Linked DNA regions of Mus musculus: region 1 is linked to region 2. The links are chromatin contacts, called in public promoter capture Hi-C maps. All regions are on one chromosome and are shown on one strand. The core of a region is the stretch at or near the end of the contact, and the rest is flanking DNA. Distances in the headings are between cores, read along the strand shown. Region 1 holds the start of Rnf212 (ring finger protein 212). Region 2 holds the start of Mfsd7a (major facilitator superfamily domain containing 7A).

What was found. Promoter capture Hi-C pulls out the DNA fragments that hold promoters and counts their contacts.
Region 1: a promoter capture Hi-C map of stem cell-derived epiblast-like cells shows a contact between it and region 2, with 4 times the contacts expected there. The contact joins the promoter of Rnf212 here to the promoter of Mfsd7a in region 2. A contact is called at or near these places in 8 of 39 promoter capture datasets (the 3T3-L1 cell line, 3T3-L1-derived adipocytes, cranial neural crest and 4 more) and 1 of 115 datasets of contacts at active chromatin or transcription factors (embryonic stem cells).

The regions. Positions count from the first base shown.
Region 1 is chr5:108,770,691-108,776,917 of GRCm38.p6, forward strand. It overlaps Rnf212 (ring finger protein 212), which reads right to left and starts at 4,337. Exons shown (of 12, transcript NM_001362887.1): 1 at 4,184-4,337. The coding sequence starts at 4,292.
Region 2 is chr5:108,446,838-108,453,087 of GRCm38.p6, forward strand. It overlaps Mfsd7a (major facilitator superfamily domain containing 7A), which reads right to left and starts at 2,263. Exons shown (of 10, transcript NM_172883.3): 1 at 1,881-2,263. The coding sequence starts at 2,027.

The DNA of each region.
Region 1 (6,227 bases), core at 3,087-5,586, 330 kb after region 2:
ACAATGCAGGATTACACATTGTATAAATGTTTTCATGTTCTCAAATAATGAAGCTGTGGATTCATGAAAAAATTTATACAATAATTTATTTTCCTGCTGTGTAAATGTGTTCCCAAAGAGTGATACACAAGTGTCAGCAATACTTAGATTTTACAATGGAATCCTTTCTTTCTCACCCCACATCCAGGGCATTCAGGTATGAGAATGTATATGTGTTTTCTTCATGCAGGGACTCACATACACTGTGTTCTACTATTAAATGTTAGCAACAGTCCCTAAAAAAACTTTCTTTTTGAGGCTGGGCATGGTGGTATACACCTTTAATCCCAGCACTTGAGAGGCAGAGGCAGAAGGAGCTCTTTGAGATCCTGGTCTATGCAGTGAGCTCCAGAACAACCAAGACTATATACTTTGTCTTCAAAAACAAACAAACAAAAAACCAACCAAACAACAAAAAAACCTTTCTGAGACGGGCTTTTTTAGTTGCCCTGGAGGGTTTTGAACACAATCCTCTTGTTTCTGCCTCTCAACTAGTACAAAGCACACACAACCATCTGGTTTTGTGACATATTAATTTAAAACTTTTAACAATTTAAGATGAAAATAACTATTTTAAGCCTCTATAATACCACTCAAGGTTACCTTTACATCACCACTGAGTTTCTGTTACCTAGAGCCAGTCTCAGCTGAGACCTGTCTACCAGCTAGCATATAACTAATTTGCCTGCTTACACTCTAGTTTTTTGCTGATGATCTAGAAGACTTGCCCATATTTCACTATCTTCCCCCCCATAAAACTGACCACCATCTTGGCTTGAATCTGTGAACTCATTGGCTGGCTCTCAGCACCAAGCAGTCTTGTTATCCCATCATTCATGTGGACCACATCTTGGGTCCCTTAACAGCATTTCTGTTGCTACTAAGCCCTGGACCTCGTTAGTACCCTATGTAAAAATGCAGAATTGTCATAAGAATTTCTTACGATTAAACTTCCTATCTCATACACCACACACACACACACACACAAACACACACACACACACACAAACACACACACACACACACACACACACACACACACACACACACACAGAGCAGGGGGTGTTGAGGGTGACCAAATGTAAGTATGGCAAGGTCAGAAGTCACTTCCAAGAGTCAGCTCTTATAGTAGGTTCTGGGGATTAAACTCAGGTTATCAGGCTCAGCAGCAAAGACTGTTGACTGCTGACACATCATTGCCAGCCTCTCCTTTCTTCTTATAAAGGCATTCAAATACCATTCAAATACCCTCTTCCCCTGCATGTTCCTATGTTACCTTTCTTACTGCATGTTGCTTTATTGTACTATCTTAAATAGGAGCTGCACAGTAAAAGATTACAGAACAGATTCATTAAAACACAAGTATTAGCCAGATGTTGGGGGCGGGGTGTGGGGTGGCATATCCCTTTAATCCCAGCACTTCCAAGGCAGAGGCAGGCAGATATCTAATGAGTTTGAGGCCAGCCTTTTCTACAAAACAAGTTCCAGGACAGCCGGGGCTGCTACATAGAAACCTCATCTCAAACAAAACAAAACAAAACAAAACAAAACAAAACAAAACAAAACAAAAACCCCAAACAACAATACAAAACAAAAACCAAACTGCAAGCATTGTGCTGGGGAAGACTGAGAGGGGGCAGAGAGGAAATCCCTTGTAGTTCACTGCCAAATGGCTCATATTTAATATATACCTGCTTACACATCAACTAAAAATAAATACTACACTGAAAGAGAGGACCTGAATGAACAATCAGCAAAAAGAAAAGAGCCAAAATAAGTGTCTTTCAGTAGGGATTGAAATAATTTATGGCATAGTAACTGAAGGATATTTACAGCCTTAGAAATAAAAGATTATTTGTGTGTATTTGTTTTTTGTTGTTGTCATTTTGTTTCTTGAGACATGGTTTCTTGATGTCTTACAACTCAATATGTAAACCAGTCTGGCCTAGAACTCAGGGATCTCCCGTGTATGGGTCCCAAGAGCTGGGATTAACAGCAAAGGTAGTTTGTGCCCTAGTAAGCAATAAAAAGTTTACTAAATAGTATACATACAATATCATTTTTTGTTTTTAAAATCTGGACTACCACAGGCCAGCAAATTGGCTCATCTTTGGTAAAGACATTTGCTACTAAGTATGATGACATGAGTTCAATCTATGTAACCCATATGGTGGAGGGAGAGAAACAACTCCTACAGACAGTCCTTTGACATCCCCCACAGTGTGTGTGTGTGTGTGTGTGTGTGTGTGTGTGTGTGAGAGAGAGAGAGAGAGAGAGAGAGAGAAATTGCCATCAAGAGCCAGAGAGATGACTCAGCAGTTAAGAACTAGTTGTTCTTTTAGAGGACCTGAGTTCAACTCTCAGGATCCATATGGTAGCTCACAACCTTCTGTATCTCCAATCCTAGGAGAGTCAATGACCTTGCGGATACCTGGCACAAACATGGTGTACAAACATACATGGAAGCAAAACACCCATATGTATAAAAATAAGGAAAGATTTAAGAAATTTGTGTTACCTGAAAAAGTCTGGAAGATACACCAGAGTTTAGCAAGACTGTATGAACATGGATCTAACATGAGCTAAGTTAAGATTCTGTCTAGAACTCCCTATCCTTTTCCTCTGACTTCTTTTGTGTGTCTCTGGTGTTGACATACTTTCTACATGCAGTAACTGTGGTTTTGGAAGAATAACTTCAGGGTACTGGAACCTATGTTGACCTCATGATTCAAGGACCAGAAACACCTGGCTGTGTACCACCCAAAGCCTCAAACTAGTCACACAGAACAGTGTTGGGGGCTTTGTAATTTACAACCATGAAGGTATATATCTTTACTATTCTAACTTTAGGTTATTTTAAGTCATTGGTGACTTCTACCACTGACCCAGTAGATATTTTCAAACACCAATTCTTTGACCTTAGGGGAAAATCTAGGTCATCAAGACCTTTACTTCCTTCTTAATCCAACATCTTTCTTCTGTCTCCTTGCCACCTATAAAATACATTTCCCAAGGAGGTAGTATTTTCCAATTGCCTAATCATTTGGCATTTACTTACATGCTACTGATTCACCATTAATATTCCTGACTCTTTTGAATTCCAGATTTCCCATTCAGGACTACCTCCTGTTTCTTCTCTAGAGAGCTCAAACAAAACAGGGTCTAAGGTGTCAATTCTCAACCTGTGGGTAGTGACCCCTCTGGGGTTACCTAAGACCATATGAAAACACAGATATTTACATTATGGTTCATTGCAGGACTCTAACCCTGAAATAGCAACAAAAATAATTTTATGGTTGGGGATTACAACATGAGGAACTGTATTAAAGGGCTGTAGCATTAGGAAGATTTAAAACTACTGGTCTAAAATGAGCTTACCAGTTTACCCTGGCTGATCTCTGTTCCAGCATCCACCAGCAAAAGAGTTCAGCTCCTTGCTTCCTTGAATTAAGCCCATTTCACCTACCTCTTCTTTCCCAAACCACTTCCTCTTAGAGTATACACCAGAAACCCAGACATTCTACCCCTGGTTGCACACGTGTACCTACACTCAACAAATACATAGCCAGAGTTTTCATAGTAGCAGCATTTGCTACTTACAAATCTGGAAACCACTTATGTTAGCTCAACTAATGAATGAATAAGTTGGCGTGTGATCACACAGTAGAGTTCCATATAAATGTGGCACCTACGTGTACAAAGGTCATACTAAATAATATACATAAAGTCCTAGAGAATTAAGATAAGGCTGGACAACAAAATGAAACCGCAGTCTACAAGAATTTTCCGAGGGCTGGTGGTGTACCTGTCCCTTTACTCGCCAAATTAAATAGGTCGGTCACTTCCCACTGCTTTGTACGCATGCGGCCCCCGGCTCTCTCCCCCCACCCCCCAGGCTTTACTTCAACAACAATATTCACATCTGGTTAACTGACTGCTGCAAACTAGCTTCCCACCAGATGCGAAATATGCAGCTGGCTTTCTGGAGTTCCTGCTTCGTCTCCCTGCAGGGGTTTGGTGGTCATGGAGTTGCACAGACCCACTGAGGTCCCTCGCCTCTGTCCCACCCACGGGAGTGAAGCCACGCTGTGAGCCCGGCCAGCGAGCCTTTTTGGCCCATTTCGCCCGCCCGGAATACGCGGACCTTTGAGGAGGCAGGAGTGGCAGTACACGTGCCCGCAGCTGGTCAGGCTGAAGGACGACTTCCTGTGCGGCGACTGGAAACAGCGATTACAGAACACCCAGCTGGCCATGACCGAGGACCCACGTGAGACTCGCGCGAGGCCAGCGAGGCCACTGAAGTAGGAACGCACGGCTCAGCTTAGAAAGGCAGCTCTGCGCCTGCGTTCATTCCAGCGCATGCGTACAAGGCCGCGCCTTCCCGCCCAAACCGATACAGAACCAATCCTGTGGGGAAGCCAGGGCCAAAAGTACGGAGGCAAAGAAAGGCCGTCGTCTTGGTGGCGGAGGAAAGCTTGGCGATGTGGGGCAAGGACAGTGGCTTGTTGCCCACCACGAAGAAGTTTGTTGCTAAGGAAGCTGGGTGAAGCTGGGTTAGGGTAGTGGATATTGAGGGAGTCTGGTTGGATCAGGCCTCACGGTAGAGACAGGCCCAGGGACATTTGTACACACCATAATGGAGAGGAGAGAAAACCGGGGAACCACAAAAATCAAGAAGAACCATAGGTTCCTAGCAGGGTAGGAGGAAAGGACCACCAGGAGGATGGAGGTGGGCTAGGGGAACTAGAAGTACCCAGGGAACAATGAATGCTTGGGAGGGATTGCATTTGGACATGGGACAGAAGTGTGTCAGAGCAGGACAGAGATTCCTGGTTGTTACTATGTTCACAAGAAAGGGTTTACTTTAGGGAGGGTCATTCTCCCCCCACCCCCCATTTAAAACAACAGATAGTGGAAGGGGCTAATTTTTGGTGATAATTTTATTTCAAAATTAAAATTACTTTAATAGTTGTGTTTCTTACATAATTTTGGATATCTTTTCTCCCTTCTTCGTAAGTGTGCATGGATATGTAGAGGTTGTGTGAGAAAATTCCTGGGCTATTTACTTGTATGGAGAAAAGTTTACTGTCTTTCAAGGAATTAGGAAAAAGTAGAGATTCAGGTGAATGTTTCTTAATGAAATAATTTGAGGAAAGGATGTATTTGATCTGTGCAGTACTGCAGTTGTGCGTTTCATCAGGCCCTTAAAAAATTAGAGGTCCAAATTATGCTGTGGGCATAGCATAGAACCCAGGTTTACAAACTTAGTATGACTAATAAGATACAAAATATCTTCTTTTTATTGAGTGTACATTAAAGTTAGTTTTGTTTCTTTGTGTTGTACTGTCATGTTTATGAGAAAGGGTCTCTGAAGTGGTTTGAGTAAGAATAGTCTCCATAGGCTCATATATTTAAATGCTTAGTCAAGAGGGAGTGGCACTATTTGAAAGGATTATAAGAATTAGGAGGTGTGTGGACACCTCTACCACTTTCAAAAGCCCATGTCAGATCCAGTTCCCCCACCCTTCCAACCCCCACCCCTACCTCCGCCCCACCTATGGATCAAGATATAACTCTCAGCTACTGCTCCTGCCTGCATGCCGCCATGCTCCCCAACATGATGATAATAGATTAAACCTATGTACACAAACTCCCAATTAAATGTGTTCTTTTATAAGAGTTGCCTTGTTCATGGTCTCTTCACATCAATAGAACAGTGACTAACACAGTCTGCTGTCAGTCTGGTCTCTACTTGGGGGCTCTAGGGATCCTCCTGCTTCAGCTTCCTTAGGAGTAGCAGTAGAGGCCCATGTCACATGCTCTGCCTGATAGTATTTTGATATGTCACATTAACTATATAATATATGCCATACATTTATATTTATATATATATTCCTTGTCCCCACCCCCTTTTTGGGGAAAGGTCTTTTGTGTAGTCCTGGAAGTTCTGAAACTTACTCTGTAGACTCACCTGGCCTTGAAATCAGAGATCCACCTGTCTCTGCCTCCCAAGTGATGGGATTATAGGCATTGCCAGCAGCACCACCGCCACCTGGCTCCACAAGGGTTGAAATTGTTACCTTTTGTAAGATCCTTTTTTTTTTTTTCAATATTAAAGGCAGATTTATTGGGAAGCTGGGAAGCTGTTCACTGGCCCCAAGGACTGAGGCCAGGGAAGTTGTCATGGG
Region 2 (6,250 bases), core at 1,013-3,512:
GACAGAGCCAAGGACAGAAGAGTTCAGAGCCTGGGACTTCTTTAGAGATGGGAGAGAATTGATGGCATCTCACTTTGCACATACTCTCCCATGTTAGGCATTGCAAAATAGGCATTGGCTGCACTCTGAAGCCCGGCGAGCAGAAGAGTGCAGAGTGGAGGAAGGTTTTTTTTTTTTCTGGAAGAAGTATGGGGAGCTGGGTGGAGAGAAGGAGTCATCAAGCTTAGAGCAGCAGAGAGAATAGATATATGGCCCAACAAGGGTGTGCCCCAGACCAAAGTTCCTGATGAACCCTACTGAACATGACAGAGGGTCACACCCTCCAGAGCTGAACAGAGTGCCAGGCTTCCCCACCACAAAGCTTCGGGAAACACCAGGTTGTGCAACAGCAGCATTTCTTTCAACACAAGAAACAGATCTTAGAGAGCAGCTGATACAGGCCTAGCTGCCTCCTGCCTGGCTTCGTAGAGCAGACAGGGGACCAGGGATGCTTACAAAACATGCTGTGGTAGACAAGAAAAACAGAGCCCATATCTCAAGTCTCACGGGGTTGTCCTTGCTCCTCCCAGAGCTGTGGCCCCACATAAAAGTGGGCAGAGAGATCTCTAGCATGTGTAAGACAACAGATGGGTGGAGAAAAAAATCCATCCATCTAACTGTACAAGAGTAAGAATGAGAATACTTCAACGAGCTCTCAGTCTCACCCTGACTCAGTCCCTGATCTCCTTCCCATCCAAAACACTGGTCCATCTCCCGGTCTTTCGGAAGCCCTGTTGTGCCTGCCTGCTCAGGCTGCTCTCTCAGAACCCTGGCACCCAGTCACTAGCTACAGACAAATGATCAGGGGCTCCAGGAAGCATGACTAAACTTGAAGCCCACTGGTCATAATGGGGACCCAGCCGGGACCATGTCATTTCACAGTATCAGGGTAATATTCCATCTCCATTAGGACAGCAGGACATCACCCAAGTGTCCCAGGAACCTGCCTTATCTACAAAAGGAAAAACTCAAGTAGATTTCTACGTGTGTCCTCAGACAGCTACCCCAAACCAGTTATGTTTCCCAGTGTTAGAAAGGGGAACTGTGAGCCAACCCACAGCAACAAGTCTCAGCAAAGCTAGCTACCAGGAGAGAAGTTTCTGATATTGCCACAGTTAGAATACTCCAGGCTCATGACATGTATTCACACCTTTACTCAAAGCTCTTTCTTCACAACCAGCACAGCCGGGGGGAAAAAGGAAAGGCCATGCGATTCAACCTGCTGCTGGTTCGCACGGAATGCCAGTTGGCAACTGAACCCCTAGTGTGCTGGACACCTGATCGTGTCACCATCCTGGCTGGGTCTCCACTGTGACCAGTGGGCTTCATGGTCCCACATGCTCGGCACAGTCTGTGCTATATTTGTTATAATTCTTAGCTGTATGGCCCAAATGCTACCTATCCAGCTGAGTGGCCGCATGTGACCCAAAGTTCCTTTACAGGTACCGGATCCAGCACCAGAAACAGGATTGAACAGCTGATGGTAGCAGCTCCACGCTCTCTCTCCCTCCGCTCAAACTCAAGTGCTGTGTACCTGTGCCTTGGGAGGACCACTTGCAGTCCAAGTGCGCCTGATGGGATGAAGAGGGAAGGACGAAGGGTCCAGCATTTGGGGGCTAGGGATAGTTCGAGAAAACAACATGTTGCAGGGCTGAGACCCTTGAGCCTAAGACACCTGTTTCCCTGGCTGCTCCACATCGGGCAGGACAGGCATTTGCCCCTTCTTCTACAACTTGATGAGCCAGAAGAAAGGTCGTTTTTCTGTGACCGCACGAAAACAGTCTTGCTGGCGCTGAGGCTGCTACAAAGACCCCGCCCCGCCCGACCCAGCACCCTTGTACCATCGCATTGGAGCAGCTCAGGAGGCTGACCACCAGCAGAAAGACCCAGCGACGCGCATACACTCGGGGACTAGGCAACGCGTCTCCGGCGGTCCCAGATGTTTCCGGGCTGTTGCAGTCTTCCAGCCTATCCATAGTCCCGGCCATGCCAGTGTCCGCAGGCCGCCCACTTTCATACACTGCAACGCGCTGAGGCTGTAGGCAGGCTGTCCCAGGAGCAGGGCGGGGCGGAATGATCTGGTTAGTCTCCGCCCCAAAGGACAAGTTTGGTGAAAGAAGCCAGAATTACTCGGCAAGGTGGAAACTGGAGGGGAAAAATTCCCTTTTAGAGGTAACTTGGATACAAGTGTGTGTGTGGCCTGTACTAGGAACACGTTCGCAGTGGTAGGTGCGGGAAGTGGGTCTCTACTTCAGCAAAGTCTGCATTTCCTTAAAGGTCCTCCAAATTGTTGAAGTTGAGGCCAATCTGGAGGAGGAGAGCCGGAACAGTTCCAAAAGCCTCCAATCTAGGCCTGTCACTAGACTCCTCCTAGAGGAGAAAGAGGCGGGGTGGAGGACGAGGAAAGGCTGAACCTAACTACACCATCCCTGCCCGCGAGTAGATAGATAGCTTCCAGACTCTTTAATTTGCCCTTGTCGCCTGACTCTGGCCTAAAGCAGTTGACAAGAGTCATCTGACACTTGCCACTGTGTCTGGCCTGGCTGGTTCAAGAGAAGGCCAGTGTACCAAAAGCCCTATTCAGACTAGTGTGAATGAGTGACCAGCTGGTGGGGCAGAGAACAGGCTGTGCTGTGGAGGAATAGGGGGACTGGCCATACAGAGGCAGGAGGTGGCTTTCTCTCAGTGAAGAGGTTTTCTCTCCTTCAAACACATCCCGATGGTCTTGCCCTCAGGATTAACATTCCTTTTTGTTCATTTCTTGGGCTTAGGGATTTGAGTTTTGAGCAGGAGTTTCACTGTTGTAGCCTAGGCTGGCCTCAACCTACCAGCATTCCTGCTGTTTATCTTCAATATTGGATGGTACCACCTGTCAATCATACGGGTCTGAACAAGCTTATTGTGCGGTTCCAGCCTTTTGTGTGTTCTTAGTGGGGCTGTGTGCATGTCAGATGTATTTCCCCATTTGTAGGTAAAGTCCTGTCCAGTAAGGAGAAAAATGAGAAAAACCTGGTGGTGCCCTGCAAGGGCCAGTCCCCCTGAGACCCATGATAAGGCCTGTGGTCTTTGCCCTCTTTGATGCCCTTTCCTTTCATATCTATCTAACCCCTGCTTACCCTCAGGCCATAGTTCACACTCACTCTGAAGACCTAAGCCCCTATGCCCTCCTCCTATGGCCTGGAGCTGCCTTGGGGTGGGGACTTTGATGTCTTGACATTCTACCTGAGAGATTGAGAGGGCAGTTCAGACTTCTCTGTTCAGGGCCCTAGCTTTAGGTGGGAAGCTGCCTGTCACCAGCTTCCTGTTTAAGTAGTATCTAAGCCTATCACCAAATGGGACCATCACCACAGTTACCCCCTGTATTGTCACATCTCTAAATCTTTTGATCCGCCTCCATCCACTCTCTTAGGGCACTTGTGCTACGTAGGTGAGTTCAACAAAGTTATCAAGTGAAAGATCAGTACACAATCGACAGCTGCCTTCCTAAAACACTCTACCAATGTGGAAGATGTGGAAATTAAAACAAAAATTAAACAGTCATAATCTAAGTGTGGTTAAAAATAATACTCAGCAGCCAGGCTATGGTGGTGCACGCCTTTAATCCCAGCACTTGGGAGGCAGAGGTAGGTGGATCTCTGTGAGTTTGAGGACAACCTGGGCTACAGAGTGAGTTCCAGGACAGCCGGGGCTACACAGAGAAACTCTGTCTCAAAAAAAACAAAAACAAAAACAAACAAAATATATAAAATACTTAGCTATAAACAGGAATAGCACCTATATGCTAAAAATTGTACAATGCTTGTGAAAGAAACCAACAAAAACCTAGAGAAATGGACAAGTATACCTTATTCACATATTGAAAGACTCAGCATGTTAGCTAATATTAGTTTTCTCTTAATTGGCCTCTAGGGCTAACGGGACTTTTATCAAGAGGTTTTTATACACACAGATTACAAGAAAATATTTGCAAACCACACATCTAACAAAGGACTACTACATGGTGTTTTTCAAATCCAATTAAGGATATGGGCAAAACACCGAAGAGAAAAAAAAAAAAAAAAAACAGGTGGCAAATAAGGCTTAATGACTAACTTCATTAGCCACCAGAAAAAATTGAATGAAAACCACAATGAACTCTGGATCCCCATCCAGATGGAACATGCCTTTAATCTTAGCACTCAGGTGAACTTGAGTTCGAGGTCAGCCTGGTCTACACAGAGAAACCCTATCTCAAAAAACAAAAGCAAAAACAAACAAACCACAATGAGCTAATACCATATTTTTTTAGAGTGTTAAATAAAAGTACTGACAATTCTAAATGTTGAAGTCTATAGAAAACAAGTTGGCAGTTTCTTGTAAAACCAAGAATGTAGCTATGGTCTAACTCAGCCGAAGCAGTCATGAGTCTTTATCCACGAGAGAGAAAAACCTGCAGCAGCTTCATTTTGTGATCATCAAAGACAGTGTAAACACCCAGGTGTCCTTCAGTCAGTGATCAGTCGAGTAAACAGAAGTATAGGCACCATGGACTAGTTTACTCAGGAATGAAGAGCTAATACGTACAGCAACCTGGATAGGCAAAGCGAGGGGATAAAAGCAGTGGTGGTGCACACCTTTAATCCCAGCACTTGGGAGGCAGAGGCAGGCGGATTTCTGAGTTCAAGGCCAGCCTGGTCTACAGAGTGAGTTCCAGGACAGCTGGGACTATACAGAGAAACCCTGTCTCAAAAAAAAAAAAAAAAAAAAAAAAGGTTATATACTGTGTGCTTCCATTTGTAATGGTTTGCTCTGATCTGGGTGTGTTTCCCAAGTGTTATCGTGCTAGAAACTTTGCCCTCTCCACTCACTCTGGCTTCCTGTCTGCCAGTGTGATCACTCCCTCTAGTAATGCTCCCTTCTTTATTGAATTCACCAATAGGTACTCACTAGCATTGAGATGACAGCTGTGCCAAATGTTTGAACCTCCAGCATTGTGTACCAAACAAAAGCTCTTTTCTGGCAAGGTTACCCAGACTCAAGCATTTCATCACAGCAACCAAAAACAAACCAACACAATAATTATATAACTCTTTGTGTGTGTGTGTGTGTGTGTGTGTAGTGTGTAGAATCTACAATTATTTCAACACAGCAAATTTAATTGTCAGAAACTCTGTGACATAGGACCTGCATTTGTTTGCAAATGTTGACTTTTTATACTTTCCTATTTGACGTAACCATTTTGCTTAAATCTCAACAAGTTACCATCCTCACACCTTAGAGAGAACTACATGTGGGAGATGTCCTTGGCAATCACAAAAGGAAGCCTGGCATCTTCTTGCTAGTGATCTTCAGGGGCTTATCATTCAATCCCTATTCATGGTGAAGTCTATGTTCAGTGTCTCCCTCCATTTAAAGCCTACTTCTAATTTCTTCCAGCATCTCAAACCAACATTCTTAGGCCAGTTTGTCTTCCCCCAGATAGTATCTTGTCAAAAATTAAGTAATTGCTACAGTTGGAGCATGAGGCAAGGCCCCTTTTTTCTGGGAAACTATCAGGAATAATATCAGGAGCCCTGCTTGGTTATTTATTTAGTGTTCATCTGCTCTTCCCAGAGAGCGTTGAGGATGTTGAGGGCCAGGGCCTCCATCTGTCTATTCCAAATGTTTGGGTAATGACTGACTGGCTGTATCTTAGAAAAACAAGGGTGGAGGAAAGACCAACCCTTCAGCTGTGGGGCACTCCTCCACCCAGGCTGTCAGGCACCCACAAACAGCTGTGTAGAGCCTCCCAGAACTATTTGGTTCCAACAGCATGCCTCCCTCCTGTATCTATCCAGTGACTCACCTGTGCCTCACTAATCTAATCAGGACTCACCTGCTTGAAAACCACACATGATGCCCACCCCCTGCAGGGACCATGTCAGCATATCAGGATCCAGGCTCTCAGGTACCTCAAACTGATAGACTGTGACACCAACCTCATGGCCATGGAAGGCATCCATTGCTAGAATGTGAGCCTTTCTGTTTCCTTTTCAAGAGAGGTCTCTGGCCACTGTTATGTGGGCTCTTCCTATAGTAAGGCCCCCAGATGTCCATCCACTTCTTCCCTTTCCCATCAAGCCCCCAAATTCTTAGAAGCTCCAAAATGGAAGCCAGAAAGTGTCTGTAGCCCACCACAGAACTGCATGGCTCCGAACCTATTAGTCTCTTAAGTGAAATCTTGGGCTGGAGA